5 separate regions of the Mus musculus genome follow, and all the other regions are linked to region 4. The links are chromatin contacts, called in public capture Hi-C and promoter capture Hi-C maps. All regions are on one chromosome and are shown on one strand. The core of a region is the stretch at or near the end of the contact, and the rest is flanking DNA. Distances in the headings are between cores, read along the strand shown. Region 1 holds the start of Ms4a6c (membrane-spanning 4-domains, subfamily A, member 6C). Region 2 holds the start of Ms4a1 (membrane-spanning 4-domains, subfamily A, member 1). Region 3 holds the start of Ms4a4a (membrane-spanning 4-domains, subfamily A, member 4A). Region 4 holds the start of Mrpl16 (mitochondrial ribosomal protein L16). Region 5 holds the start of Ms4a7 (membrane-spanning 4-domains, subfamily A, member 7).

Region 1 (2,737 bases), core at 43-2,542, 300 kb before region 4:
AGGCATCAGGTATCCCTCAGTCAAGCTCCCTAGAGCCTAAGCCTTGGGCAGCAGCACTGAGTCAATAGTACCCATTCTTGTGAAAAAAGCCAGGTGTGCTTTGTAAAGGATCTCAATGTAACATTACATCGTTGTGAGCTTGGGCCTGAGTTTAGTGCTATCCGAAAACCTTTTGTTCCACATTGTGCTGTGCTTAATGTGGCTAAAGTAAAACAATTGGGGCCAGATTCTAGAAGTCGTGGTCCGGCACCAGTTACAACAAAATGGGGCTGAGCTGAGTTTCATTCTTGTCTCTTCCTAAATCTTTTTGTTATTGTTGTTGTTTTGCCTGCTGTGAAACCTGCAGGGAATCACCACACCACAACCCTCTGATGTGACAGTGGCTCACACTGGCTCCCTAGGTTCCTTCTGGTTGACTCCAAGGAAAGAAGGAAGGAAGTTTTCAGAGTGTGGCTGTCCAGTTGCTGCAGCTGGCTCTGGCTCCCCTGTGAAATTAATTATGTCAAAGTCAGCTTCTGAATTGTGCCTACCCAAGGGCCTGAAAGCCACAGGGACACATGTCTTCATGACTGTGTCTGGAGTGCAGGATTGTTGAAGTCATTCCTGGTGTGTTGAAACGTCTCTGCTTGCTCCTCTCCTGATCTATTACTTTTCTAGAAGTGTCCAGTAATTCCCTGGTCACATCCCCTGTTAGAGAAGTCCAGTGGTCTAGAAGAAGGTTAGAAGAGATGAGGAAGGCTCTAAAGAGAGTATCAATTAACCAGCGAGTGCTGAAAAACTGTGTACAGAGTGTTTTGGTTTGATTTTTCAGAAGCTGAGGAATTGTTGAAGAAAGTATGAATAACAAAGTACCTAAAATACTGTAAAACATTCAATTGTTACAATTGATGATACATTACTGTGTGTTCAGTAGTGTATTACAATATAATAAAGTAATATATCAAAACCCAAGGTCGTGATTACTATTATCATACTTTATTATACATTGAGATCTGTTTTATTCATCAGTATTACTACAACTTGTAATATCATTAGTTATCAAGATAGTCCTTTAAATTCTACTTAGAAGAAACACAGGTCCTTCAGAAAACTTTCTTCTTAATGGCTTTTCCCAGCTTGTTGCTGTTTTCAGTTTAACGCTTAAACAACTGAAGTTCAAGAAAGTGAACTTGGGCTTCAAGTGGAGCTGGTGCGTGTTGGGACTTACTACCCCCCCCCCCCCACTCTCTCAAATCTCTTAGTGATTTTTCTGAAGTTACTGGGACTTTCTGATATAGGAAGTACAGGCACAGTAACAGTCCACAGCCTGTAAGCACCACTTCCCTTCCCGTGCAGCGAGCACAGAAGAAGGAAGGACTGGAGACAGTTACAAGTTCACAAGAAGGAACCAAGGATCAGCCTGAGAGAACCCAGAGTTAAGGCTCTTAGGGTTTCTGAGAGCTCGGCTGGAAGTGACTGGGTGACAAGGCACACAGGCTCAGGTAGGCAACCCTGAAGGGACTTCCCTCTGTGTAGCACTCTGTTTCTGGGACTGAGTTACAAGAACTTGCTGATGCTCATGAAAGCAGTGGAGACACGGGGCCTCTTTAGAACTAAATGGGCAAAGGCACAGGGCATCTGGCTTACCTCTGTCCTGGCCACTTTAGCTGCATGATCTTGGTGATCACTGACATAAGGAGCAGAGCTCCCAGGTCATTTACTGATTAGGCAGCCTAAGGGCTGAGAATAGCACAGAGAACAGAAGGGAGCTAAGATGAGCTCAGAAACCCATTCCCCAGGCAACTTGGTTCTTTTAACTAACAGGGATATAATTGTCGGGAGTGTGACAAAACTTGAACCACAGCTTAGGACTCCAGGATTTCTCATGCTATTGCATTAAACTGCTTCTCCACACTGAAGAGACTCAGACACAGACTGCCATTGGCAGGTGGGAAAATAAAGAGAAGAACCAGAGTCAGAGACAGCTGGAGTCCAACACACAAGTGTGTGTAGGCAACTGGTCAATAAAGAGAACTTTGCCTATTTATTTAACAATGATTTTATGTTGCTCTACAAAGCATAAATTACTTCCACGTGTACATCAAATTGTTAATTCTGAATTTCTTCTAATTGTGATTTTATTAACATAAAGGATTGGCTTGGTGAAGAAAAACCCTACAAGATCATGTGAACTAAAATATGATAAAATGGGAAGTGCTAATTCTTAAACTGGCACCATTAGACACTCAAAACAGGCAAATGGGGTTACATATTTGAGTGGTACCTAGCATGGATTGGAAAGCATAAAAGTTGACTTTAATAACTCAAGGCTAGCAAAGTAACTGGACAGTGAATGCCATTGAATAAAGACAATGCAATTGTTCTAGGTGAAGTTGGAGCTACATTTGACAAATTTCATGTGAAAATGTGTGCATAGACACAGGAACTTGTAAGGATTCAGGCTTTCCCTGCCTATGATGTGTTTATTATAAACTCACTGGGTTCTGTTTAATATTATGGGGAAATAACTCCTAAATTTGAGATGTGGTGGTTTTACATTTCCCTATACCACCACTTTCTTCTTCCGAAGAACAAGTCAAGGATGCAAAATGGTGCACAGTCTGGGAGGTGGGGGCAGAACTGGGAAGCATAGTTTGTTTTGTTTGTAGTTATTTTATATTTAAAGTCAAAGCACTTAATTTCTTACTGAAAATTCATATAATGTACTCTGATTGTGGTTTCACTTTCTCCATTTCCT
Region 2 (2,700 bases), core at 19-2,518, 500 kb before region 4:
CCCGTTTCTCTCCACGTTCTGTCAACCTCCACAAAAGGACCATCATGTTACCTCAGGCTGTTCCTTGGCTGATGGTAAGGATTTCTTCAAAGTCAATAGCCGTTCATGTTTATCACTTTTCTACAACTACTTTTATTGTAGTGTGCCATGTAACTCCTGAAACCCAGTGCCAATCCAGTAAGGGAACTGTGCAGGGGTTATCTGGTAAACCTGCCTCTTGTGATGCTGATGCTGTGAGCTCTGTCTTACACAGACCGTTAAGCTCAGCTTCCTCCTTTGGCAGGTAAATGCTCAGGATGCTTTCTATTCACAAAATGATAACCTCCACTTCATCTGACCATCAGTGAGACAAAACCATTATAAGGAAAACAGGGAAAGTCTCTCTGTCTCTGTGTCTGTCTCTCTGCTGTCTCTCTCTCTCTCTCTCCCTCTCTCTCCACCTCACCTCTACATACATACATACATGCATACTTATTTTACTGTTTAGTTTTAGGAGCACATTAGCACCTGGTTAAAGTCAATCCCTCTATCCTGTCTCTAGCACCCACTCTCACCCTTGGCTTCTTCGATCATAGACAGAAAACAGGATTTGTGCTCAGTATTCCAATGCCACACCGAAAATGCTAGATAGTAAGATTAAAACCATCTATGATGGTGCTTACATTGAAGTTTTATCTTTGGAGACAAAACTCATCGGGAGGAAGAGGAATGGGGCTAGATTCTTGTGGCCAGGATTATTTTCTAATTTGGTTTTAGGCAGTCCTAAAAAGATTCTGTGTTCTAGGTTTAATCTTCATGGTGCAGAGGACCTCAATATTGCTCCCATTTTATGGGTGAGGAAATTGAGGCATGGAGAAGTTTAGTAACTCACCCAAGGTTATGCAGCTTCTCTGTGGTAGTGCCCCAGGTTGAAGACAACATTCTAGAGACCTTTTCTCCTTGTTAGAATCCACTCACCACCCATTGCCCAGAGTCATTTTTGAGAGGGGGAGCAGTTAGGTTAGGGGTAGCCCATCCAGCCTTGAAATCACCACACTTCAGATCATGCTGCCACTTGCCAGGGACACCCCAGACTGAGAGCTGACTCTCTAGTCCCTAAAACCACTCCTTTTCATCTGGCCTTTCCTTTTATTAGAGTCACTAAAACAGAGCAGACCTAACCCTTACCTGGGTCTCCAAGGCTCCAAGGCTCCAAGGCTTAAGGGCCAAATTAGCCACTCACAGCTGAGATCAGTTGGCCTCTTCTATCTCAAGTACTTGAAGATGAGTGCGATAGACCAGACCTGGAGTGGTACCTCTGATTGACACCACGTGACAGGAAATTAGCAGCTTCTGCTACCTTGAGAATCGCTCCAATCACCTTGCTTTGCCTTACCAGGTTTCACTTCTTAAAAATTACCCTGGGGACTGCCTGGTATGCTTCATGCTACCTTAATTAGAAGAACTTCTGCAGCCCCCACCCTGTAAGCAGGTGTGGATGGTGGGTCCCTAAGGGCTGGAAAAGGGCTAGAAATTCTCCAGAGATGGGCTGTTAGAGCTTCACTTTTGGGGCTGAGTAGGTGGTGGTGGGGCACCCATGCAAAAAGTCGGAATCCCTGAGAAGGTACACTTGGGAGCACTGTATCTGTTGGTTTTTAAACAGTCCCGTCATCTGCTCATACTCAAAGCTCTAGAGGGCCATGTAAATCTCACGTCAAATTTAGCAGAAATGGCCTGAAATCTAATTTGTCTCCATAGAACAATGCACCCAGAAGTGTTAGGCAAGACTCAGCTCCCATTTCGGGTGCTGTGAACCGAGACAGCACTTTTACATATGAGCCCACCCTTCTCCTTCCTGCTTCCCTTTCTTTGCAGTATTGCTTAGAGCTGTAGTGGCTGACTTTAGTGTTAGAGCAAGCAGCAAAGTGGAAGAAGTTGGTGATGTGGGGGAAAGTCTATAAACATTTAAGAGGCAAATATTAGATTTTCTCAAGACATATCCTCTTTTCCATATACAACCTCATGCATGTTAGACTTTTTATTAATTTTTTTGTTTAAAGCTGTTTTTGTTTTGTTTTATTATTATTATTTTTATAGTCCAGTCATTACTCCCTCCCTGTCCACACTCCCACAGTTCAACATCCCATTCCTCCCGCTTGTCTTCAAGAGTATGTTCCCTCCAACCCCCACCAGGCCTCCCCACTCCCTGGGGCCTCAAGTCTCTTGAGGGTTAGACGAGTCTTCTCTCACTGAGGCCAGACCAGGCAGTTCTCTGCTGTATATGTGTCAGGGGCCTTAGATTAGCTAGTGTATGCGGCCTGGTTGGTGACTCAGTGTTTGAGTGACCTCAGAGACTGCTGGTCTTTCTATGAGGTCACCCTCTTTAACTTCTTCCAGCCTTTCCCTAATTCAACCACAGGGACCCCCGACTTCAGTCCATTGGTTGGGTATAAGTATCTGCTTCTGTCTCAGTCAGCTGCTTGTTGGGACTCTCAGAGGGCAAGCAAGCTAGGCTCCTATCTGTAAGCACATCATAGCATCAATAATAGTGTCAAGCCTTGGAGCCTCCCCTTGAGATGGATCCTAAGTTGAGCTGTCACTGAATCTCCTTTCCCTCAGTCTCTTCTCCATTTTTATCCCTGTGGTTGTTTTAGACAGGAACAATTCTGGGACAGAGGTTTGACTGTGGGATGGCAATCTCAATCCCTCCACTTGATGCCC
Region 3 (2,700 bases), core at 142-2,641, 390 kb before region 4:
CAGTACACAAGATCTCAGTTCATTCACAACTCTCTTACATCTGGTTAATTAGTCCATCAAGTCTCCTTTTGTATGTCATCACTTCTGGAAAGTCTTCTCTTTATTTCCAAGGCTGGGGTCAATGGGGTTCGATGATGACTGACTTAGTTTGTTATATGTTACCTTGCAGGGCACTGGTTAGCCAGGATTTTAGCATGTTTATTTGTGTGTTGACTCGTCTGAATTACCCAGACAGACACAGAACCAGAGTCTATTTATATTTTCTATACCATCTTATCTATGGCACATTGCTGGATATATGGACATTTTTCTTTAAGAAATTATTGAATGACTAAAAATTACCAACCACTTTCCTTTCCTCTTTTCTGTTGTTGGATGTATCTGTCCTTTGAGATCCTCAGCAAGTTGAAGTTTTGATCTTCAGTGGGGAAATGTGAAGGCAGGTAGAAGCTTTAAGATGTGTTGCCTAGAGATGAGACAACGTGTCTTTATCTTTTCACCTTTCCATCTGATCTCATCTCTTAGCCAGCTTCCCACCATTTTCCTATCTTTCATGGTGTGTTGAGCCCAGAGATCCCTAACTAAGACCAGCAAGGCCATGCTTTTGAGATTCTAAAACTGTGAGTGAAGTGTGTATTTTTATATATAAATTATACAACACCAGATATTACTTTACAGAATTGGAAAATAGACTAATGCTTACATTAATCTTAAGATTATTTTATTTTATCAACGAACAATCAATCCTATATTCTGGAAGATGACAAGATCATGTAGGCAATGATTGAAATAGATTTGTCTTTAATGTGTCTTTGGCTTAGAAATGGGTTATTTACTTTAAAATTGCAAAGCACTATTTACTTCTTTGTAACCAATGTGCTGCCACCTGATGGACCTTCGTAGTAAACCCCAAATGGTAGCACTTCATAAAAACCACACACGAAAAGCATGCATTGAAAGTTTTCTAGGAAAAGAAATGTATCAAGAAAATGTATGAAATTGTTATAAACAGGCATTTGCTAGTTTTGACTGTTTTGAGAGAGGTTCTCCTTATGTAGCTCAGGCTGGCTATAAGTCACAATTCTCCTGCCTCAGACTCCTGGATAAAGGGAAATGGGATTCCAAGAATAAATCACCAACAAATGGGATTTTCCCGGCGATTGAAGGGCCATGATATTGACTTTGGTCTGCTGAGTATGGACTTACACTGATATGCTCAGTAAAACCTGTGCTGCTGCTTTTTTGTAAGAGAGATTGTGACAGCCACTGTTTTTCTAGTGGATTTTAAAGAAGCCACATGTACACAACTAGGATGCAGAGTCAGGGGATACTTCAGCTAATAAAAAGGGAACTAGCTGTGTTTTTTGAGATCCTCAGCAGTAACCTTTAGGATTTAGAAAACATACTAGACTTCAGCTTTAGTCACACATGAGCTGTGACGGGCAAGTCATTGCATCTGAACAAAGAGCCCGAGGCACATTCCTAGAGACAGCTCCTCATCTGACACATAACAGGCTGTCCAGTTGAGAAGGAAGGTAGGTGCTGACTTACCTTTCCTAGGCTTTTGTGATGATGGTTTTTCATCTCTTGTTCTAGGAAAACTGGGAGTAGAATAAGGGGGGAAAAAGGCCTTGTTCTCTGGTACAAGCCACCATTCTGAATGTGAAGAAGGGTGTAAAGAGTTCACATGTACTTTGGGGTCTTTTGAGGAGCAATCTGTGCTGCAACCCTGGGAGGCAAGAAAAAAAAAAAAGGTCTGGTAAGAGCCAAAAGAAGGGTCTAAATAAGATTTTAGTTGTTTTTGCTTTTCAAAATGGAACCAGTATCTCCACCTTTGATCATTTCTGAATGTCTTTTCTTCTATTGTATTTGTTCTCATCTAATACTATTATTTTTAATAGTTAATAAACACCTGCCACATGCAGAACGTGGTAGAGACTATATAAGGCAAGCTCAACACACCAGTTTAACATACTTAGTCTGATCCTGAGAAAGACTGTGATCTAACCAGGTCCCCACTAATCTTTGGCACCATTCATGGGACTCTTAGAGCATAAACTTAAGCTCCTTTTTAGAAAATCTGTTAATAGAAGAGGCTTGAAGATTCTTAGTTATGGCCATTATGTAAAGGGCAGAGAAAACTGTGTGAGTCTTTCTTCAGATGAAATGGAACATACACAAAAGAGGGAAATCACTAGAAACTTGAATGTTAAGAAAGAGCTTGAAATGCAAGACACACTTATTTCTTAGTGCAAATTTTTTCCATCATTTTTTTCATACTAGTCTTCATTTTCTAAATCTTCTGAATGTATGTCTGGAAAAATAAGGACAAAAGTAATTGCAGTAAACAAATAAACCAAAGTACACATTAAATCTGACTGGAAAGAAACATCTGTCAATTTCCCAACATCTTTGTCCTCTATTGCTCGTGAGGGAAGTCACAAAGAATTGTTCAACACTTCCTTACCATTGTTGGTTAAGTAACTCATATGTGGTAGGGAGATGCATGTGAAGGAAGGCAGAACACATGTGATACTATCAGTTCCCAAGAAGAAATGAGAGTAGACTTTTTGTTGTGATGGCAGAGCAGAAAGGGATGTGGTCAAGATTTTCTGCAATGTAGCTGAATGTGTCTAGAATGCCAGAGCAGGAATAAAATCGATGATGTCTGAAAGCTGAAATATATTCAATGTATTTGAT
Region 4 (2,700 bases), core at 37-2,536:
GTGTGGTCCATTCACTAGAGCAGCCAATCCCCTTAACGACCCAGCCATCCCTCCAGCTCCTTCTCTTGGATTTCTTAAAGGAAAAACTTTGAAGACAGAACATTACCCCTCTTCTGTGAAGACAAGGCTAAATCTTGAAACCAAACTGATCATTTATAGAAACAAATTAATCCTGTTAATCTATGCCAGCTTGAGATGACCACCATACCAAACCAAAACTGAAGCAATGATCAGCCTAGACCAGGACTGCTTAATTATGCATACTTTTTAGCGGACTCCCCACTCGATGCCCCAGTTTGTCCACTAGTTAAACTTAAAGGTGCCAGGTGTGGTGGTACATGCCTTTAATCCCACACTGTGTAGGCTGAGGCAGACAGATCTCTGTGAGTTCGAGGCCAGCCTATCTACATAGTGAGTTCTAGAACAGCCAGAACTACATAGAGATTTTGTCTCAAATAAATAAATAAATAAATAAATAGCTTAAAGCTCATATCAGGGCCATGAAAATGATCTTGAATGGTCATTGGAGTCCATCATTTATTATTTCAAATGAAGCTACCTTAAATTAATGGCTTTTCGAGGTTACTTTCTTTTAATTAGCATATTAAGGACAGGTGGGACTGCAGAGATGGCTCAGCGGTTAAGAGCACTGACTGCTCTTCCAGAGGTTTTGAGTTCAAATCCCAGAAACCACATGGTAGCTCACAACCATCTGTAATGAGATCTGATGCCCTCTTCTGGTGTGTCTGAGGACAGCTACAGTGTACTTATATATAATAAATAAATAAATCTTTTTTTTTTTTAATTATAAAAGTAAAAGGACAGGTGATCGAACCCAGCCGGTTGGGAATGCCCAAGCCAGTGCTTTTACCTTGAAAACTCCAGCTACAGCTCTTTTGATAGATTTGTCAAGACCAAACTCAGCAAGCGCACAGTAAATAAGCCAATGACAAATCAATAGCATCTTTCTATGTCCCTAGAGAAGAGACATAAATGTACGGAAAGTTAAGGGAACAACTTCTTACAAAACCTCGGGCTTTCGCAGCTTTCTACACCAAGGAGAAAACCCAGAGCTGTCACTAAACAGAAAAAAACTGAGAAGACCCTCGCGGAAACTTGAAACACCTCGGGCGTGGCTTGGCCTGTGGGACCTTTAACCCGCAGATAACCTGCTCCAGAACCAGGTGCTGGAAGTTTCCTCTACTTCCGTCAGGACTCTATAAAAGGTGGGACAGGATGACGTCACTTCCTGTCTTGTGTCCGCGGGCCGGCAAAGCTCTGAACTGGGAAAAGCCACTGTTGTAGTTGAGAGAAACCTGACCCGGCAGCACACGCGTGGCCATGTGGAGGCTGTTGACGCGCGTCCCCGCGCCGCTCCTGCGGATGCACTTTTCAGGTCAGAAACCTGTTTCATCTTTTAAAAAGGCATTTCCCCGATCTTCCTCCCCACATTCCAAAGTCTATGCTTACTGCGATAGGTCCTGCGCTTTCCTTACTTCTTCCACCTCCACTATGCGGAGGCCTGGGTCCTGGTCATGTGCGGGAGACGGTGCTCCGTGAGCCTAGTTGCTTCCTTGGAAGCCCATTTAGTGGAACTCGTACCCCCGTGCTTCTAGACACCTCTGTCAGGAGTGATCAGAGTGTAACAGTAATGGTTTGATTTGTCATTGTAGATTCTTGGGCAGCCCTTCCCACCAGTGCTGGTCTGAAGACGCTCCTCCCAGTTCCAACTTTTGAAAGTGAGTACCTGTCATTTCCACTTATTTTTCTCTGAGAAAAGGCATCGAAGGTGTGTTTGTGCTTCCTCCCTCCGTTGAGTGATTCAACAGATATATGTAAGGAAGGCAAACTGCAGCGAAGTCCCTCGATGTTGCAAAGCAGATAACTATTGGGCTAGTTCCCAGGCATCCTACCACTGATGTGTGGCCCATGATCTACCCAGTCAGCACTAACTGGGCATATATCAGATTTTTTTATCTTCTAAATAATAGTACAGATATGCAGACACTTAGCAATAGTAGCCAGGTGCTCTGCAGTCCTGTACATCTAACTTTTTAATGTACTAAAATCTCCAAAACTGCAAATGGCCTAGACATCTGAGGGTCTTCGGCACATAACTGTTAAACTACTGTGTGGGCTGGAGCAATGGCTCAGCAGTTAATAACACTTGTTGCTCTTGCAGAGAACCCAGGTTCAATTCTCAGAACCCACAAGATTGTTCATAACCATCTGGGACTCCAGCTTCAGGGGTTCCTACATCCTCTTCTGCACATTAATACATGCAGACAAAACACTCCTAACATTTTTGATAAATAAGGTGCTGTGTGTGCTTAGAAGTGCATACTAACTTGCAGATGTAAGAACGTATTACCAGGTCTCACAGTAGCTGCCCATAGAAGTCAGTGAAGGGAGAGTAGTTTTTGTAACTTGGAACAGCAACTTTATTATTCCATTAATGATCTGATGGCCCTTTGAGGCTTCCTGTTTTGTTTATTCTATCATGGAGCCATTCTTTCTCATATTTAATTTTTTTTTTGAGTCACAGTTGTTTTCCCCAGGATGTCATATAGAGGATAGTGACAAGAAAAATCCTACTTTGTAAGTTTACCAAGAAAAATACAACAGAAGGTTTTTTTTTTTTTCGTTTGTTTGTTTTGTTTTAATGGTATTTTTGCAATCTAGAGGAGCAGTGAGTTTTGT
Region 5 (2,700 bases), core at 117-2,616, 430 kb before region 4:
TGTTCCTGACTCCCCAACAAATAATACGAAGTCACCAGTTTCATTCTTCTTTGTGTTCCTTTTCTCCTCTCTTCAGTTCTCTCTCCTCTTTATGTAAGATTTTACACAAATTATAACACTGTACAAATGGTCATTCCAACCATTTAGAATTCTTATCAATCTTTGACTAATTACAATAGCCTTAAGTATAAAAGGCAAACGTTATATTCTGACATGCTGCAAACATTGTTAAACCTCAAAAACAAAATCTTAAATGAAGTCAAGGAAGTCAGATGCTGCGTGGTTCTACTTATGAGGTACCCCTACTACTCAGTTTTGTAGAAAAGTAAAATGGTGGGGGAGGGGTGGGTGAAGAGCAGTTGTTTAGTGGATTGTCATGGGGGTGCCAAGCATGAATGAATCGAATGCCACTGAATCACACACTTCCAGTAGTTAGAACGCTACAGTTATGTAATTGGATTTTAAACTAGAATTAAAAATCCAAATGATAAATTCAAATGAATGCATTTCATTAGACTGAATGTATAATCATGGTCATTTTGGTTCCTTCTATTTTTGTTATCACTATGAACAATGCTGTAAGAAACACCTGTGCATTTTAAAACACATAGAACTTATGCTTATTTTATATGTTCAATTATCTATTTATGATAGCATATAGAGATGTATTTCCTGAATTTAAGCTATTCTTAAAATATGGCTATTTTGGAAGGAACTCTACATAATGATGTTTCTTACATTTTATAGTATGTCTGGCAACTGACACCATCACCTCCCAATCCAACTATGCTTTGTTCTTCACCATTCATTATGTTCACATGAAGTGGGAATGGCCCTTAGCTTTCGAAAAGAGTTCCAAAATCTCTTCTATTCAGGCAAACACCTCTGCACACAGTGCTTTTCTGTGTTGCAATGTTAGATTAGAACCATAGTTTCCAAGTTAAACATTTTCTCAAATGTCAGTCTTCTTTGAGAACATGTTTTATAAGACTAAGTGGCAAGAGTAGGGAAATTAAGGGAACTAACTATATAAGGTCATCACTTCAAATCTCAACTGATCTCAAAGGTGCTTTCCTTTTTGACAAGTAAGTAAACTGAGGCTTCAAATGGGCCTCACCAACTATTGCAAGTGGTCAACAGAAAAAACAGGATGAAAATCCATTTCCCAGACTGTCTATTTAGAGCACAACATCTCCCAGTGGTACGATTCCAACCCAAAGTTCCTACCTGTCCTCACAGCCCTGTCCTGTGTGCTGCAGCTCCTGGGCCTGCTCACTCTGCTCCTGGGAGAACTCAGACTCAACCTCTTACCAGCTGTTTCCTCCAGAAGTTGCACTGTCTGCCTTTGACACTCAGTCATTTTGTGTGCTTTCCCCGGAAGTACTCGTGATTACACAGGGTGTGAGTTTGCAGTAATTACAAGTAGTAGGAAAACGAAGAGCTGCTCTGCTTCCCCTTTCTGAAGTTTGAGGTTTGGAAAAATAACACAAAATAAAATCATCTCACGAAACAAATTTGGTCAAGTAGGGAACGATTCCTTGCATTTCTATATTGCATTAAGTCTGTCCCCTTCTGAATGAGAGATATTAGAATTCACCGTCTGACTTACAGAATTAATGAGGAAGGGAGTAAGGAGTTCATGAAAATCAGAGTTATTGGATTTGAGAACATTTGGACTTGAGAGAGCTTATTGATATGGAGATAATTTCCAGCTGGTTGGAAACCACTTTTAAAAGCGTAAACCTCAGTAGCAGCTCCCAAGGTTAATACTTGTTTCTTCCAATGGAGTATCACTGAATATACAAACCACACTCAAGGGAGTAGACGGCCATCACAAAACGAACTCCATGGTATTTTTGGAGATGTTTATCTCATAATGTTTTGCTTGGCCACTGTTTTTTTTTTAAACCTTAACTTGTATTTTGATTATCCTTATGGCATCTGATTTTTTTGTTTTCTGGCTTTGTTTGTGTGTCTCTCTGCATGTGTATGTGTTTCTTGTGATTTTTCTCTTTTATTTACTCTATTTCTCTGTTTGCTTTGTTCTATTCTGGTTTGTTTATTTACTGGCCTGTTTGGTTTCTAAAGAGAGAAAGACATGGAGTTGGAAGGGTGGGGAGGTGAAGATCTGGGAGGAGGAGAAGAAACAGTGGTCAGAATATACTGTAGAAAAGCAAATTTCTATTTTCAATAAAAATATTTTTAATTAAAATGAAGTATGTCTCAAAATAGCTCCAAAATAAGTTAAAAACAAGAACAAGCAGAAATCCAGTCCATACCTGTTGCATAAGTCTAAAAGAGGATGGCCTATAAGATGACAAAAGGAAGTAGAAGAGGAATACTATAGAGAGGAAGAGAAAGATGGAGATTCCAATGCCATGCTAGATGCTCATATACAACTAGTGTACTTGAAGCTAAAACTGTTATTGATATAAATCAGCATGGCTCCAAGAAGTTCTGAGCAGACAAACACGAATGGTCAGGCTTTATGTGTGCTGTAAGAATGACTTTGTTTCAAACCTGAGCATAAATTAATTACTTTGACTTGTTTGTTTTGTTTAGTTTTAATTCTACGCGATAGCACGAACCCTTTATTTGTAGTCTTGCTTTCTGTGGTTTCATTATCCACAGTTCACCACAGTATAAAATGTTCATAGATAGTTGTAAACACAAAGATTTGTTAGTTTTAAGTTTCCGTTC

What was found. Promoter capture Hi-C pulls out the DNA fragments that hold promoters and counts their contacts. Capture Hi-C pulls out chosen DNA fragments and counts their contacts.
Region 1: a capture Hi-C map of macrophages shows a contact between it and region 4, with 2.8 times the contacts expected there. A contact is called at or near these places in 3 of 39 promoter capture datasets (the 3T3-L1 cell line, hippocampal neurons and liver), 4 of 484 Hi-C or Micro-C datasets (CD8 T cells, adipose-derived mesenchymal stem cells, cerebral cortex and 1 more), 4 of 130 datasets of targeted methods (bone marrow-derived macrophages, effector CD8 T cells and memory CD8 T cells) and 2 of 9 other capture datasets (liver and macrophages).
Region 2: a promoter capture Hi-C map of liver shows a contact between it and region 4, with 3 times the contacts expected there. A contact is called at or near these places in 6 of 39 promoter capture datasets (the 3T3-L1 cell line, embryonic stem cells, liver and 2 more), 1 of 484 Hi-C or Micro-C datasets (B cells), 1 of 130 datasets of targeted methods (large pre-B cells) and 2 of 9 other capture datasets (embryonic stem cells and liver).
Region 3: a promoter capture Hi-C map of hippocampal neurons shows a contact between it and region 4, with 8 times the contacts expected there. A contact is called at or near these places in 12 of 39 promoter capture datasets (the 3T3-L1 cell line, 3T3-L1-derived adipocytes, the C10 cell line and 7 more), 19 of 484 Hi-C or Micro-C datasets (the G1E-ER4 cell line, bone marrow-derived macrophages, brain and 11 more), 11 of 130 datasets of targeted methods (CD8 T cells, the SCID.adh cell line, acute myeloid leukemia and 7 more) and 4 of 9 other capture datasets (adipose tissue, embryonic stem cells, liver and 1 more).
Region 5: a promoter capture Hi-C map of liver shows a contact between it and region 4. A contact is called at or near these places in 11 of 39 promoter capture datasets (3T3-L1-derived adipocytes, the HPC-7 cell line, HPC-7-derived erythroid cells and 7 more), 17 of 484 Hi-C or Micro-C datasets (the AML12 cell line, CD4 T cells, CD4 single positive thymocytes and 10 more), 5 of 130 datasets of targeted methods (the SCID.adh cell line, bone marrow-derived macrophages, double positive thymocytes and 2 more) and 2 of 9 other capture datasets (liver and macrophages).

The regions. Positions count from the first base shown.
Region 1 is chr19:11,468,076-11,470,812 of GRCm38.p6, forward strand. It overlaps Ms4a6c (membrane-spanning 4-domains, subfamily A, member 6C), which reads left to right and starts at 1,293. Exons shown (of 7, transcript NM_028595.4): 1 at 1,293-1,481.
Region 2 is chr19:11,264,881-11,267,580 of GRCm38.p6, forward strand. It overlaps Ms4a1 (membrane-spanning 4-domains, subfamily A, member 1), which reads right to left and starts at 1,269. Exons shown (of 7, transcript NM_007641.6): 1 at 1,168-1,269. All of the region lies in intron 1 of 4930526L06Rik (RIKEN cDNA 4930526L06 gene), which reads left to right.
Region 3 is chr19:11,374,097-11,376,796 of GRCm38.p6, forward strand. Ms4a4a (membrane-spanning 4-domains, subfamily A, member 4A) reads left to right here and starts at 1,392. Exons shown (of 7, transcript NM_001310331.1): 1 at 1,392-1,535.
Region 4 is chr19:11,769,129-11,771,828 of GRCm38.p6, forward strand. It overlaps Mrpl16 (mitochondrial ribosomal protein L16), which reads left to right and starts at 1,287. Exons shown (of 4, transcript NM_025606.3): 1 at 1,287-1,396; 2 at 1,674-1,739. The coding sequence starts at 1,342.
Region 5 is chr19:11,334,780-11,337,479 of GRCm38.p6, forward strand. It overlaps Ms4a7 (membrane-spanning 4-domains, subfamily A, member 7), which reads right to left and starts at 1,367. Exons shown (of 7, transcript NM_027836.6): 1 at 1,228-1,367.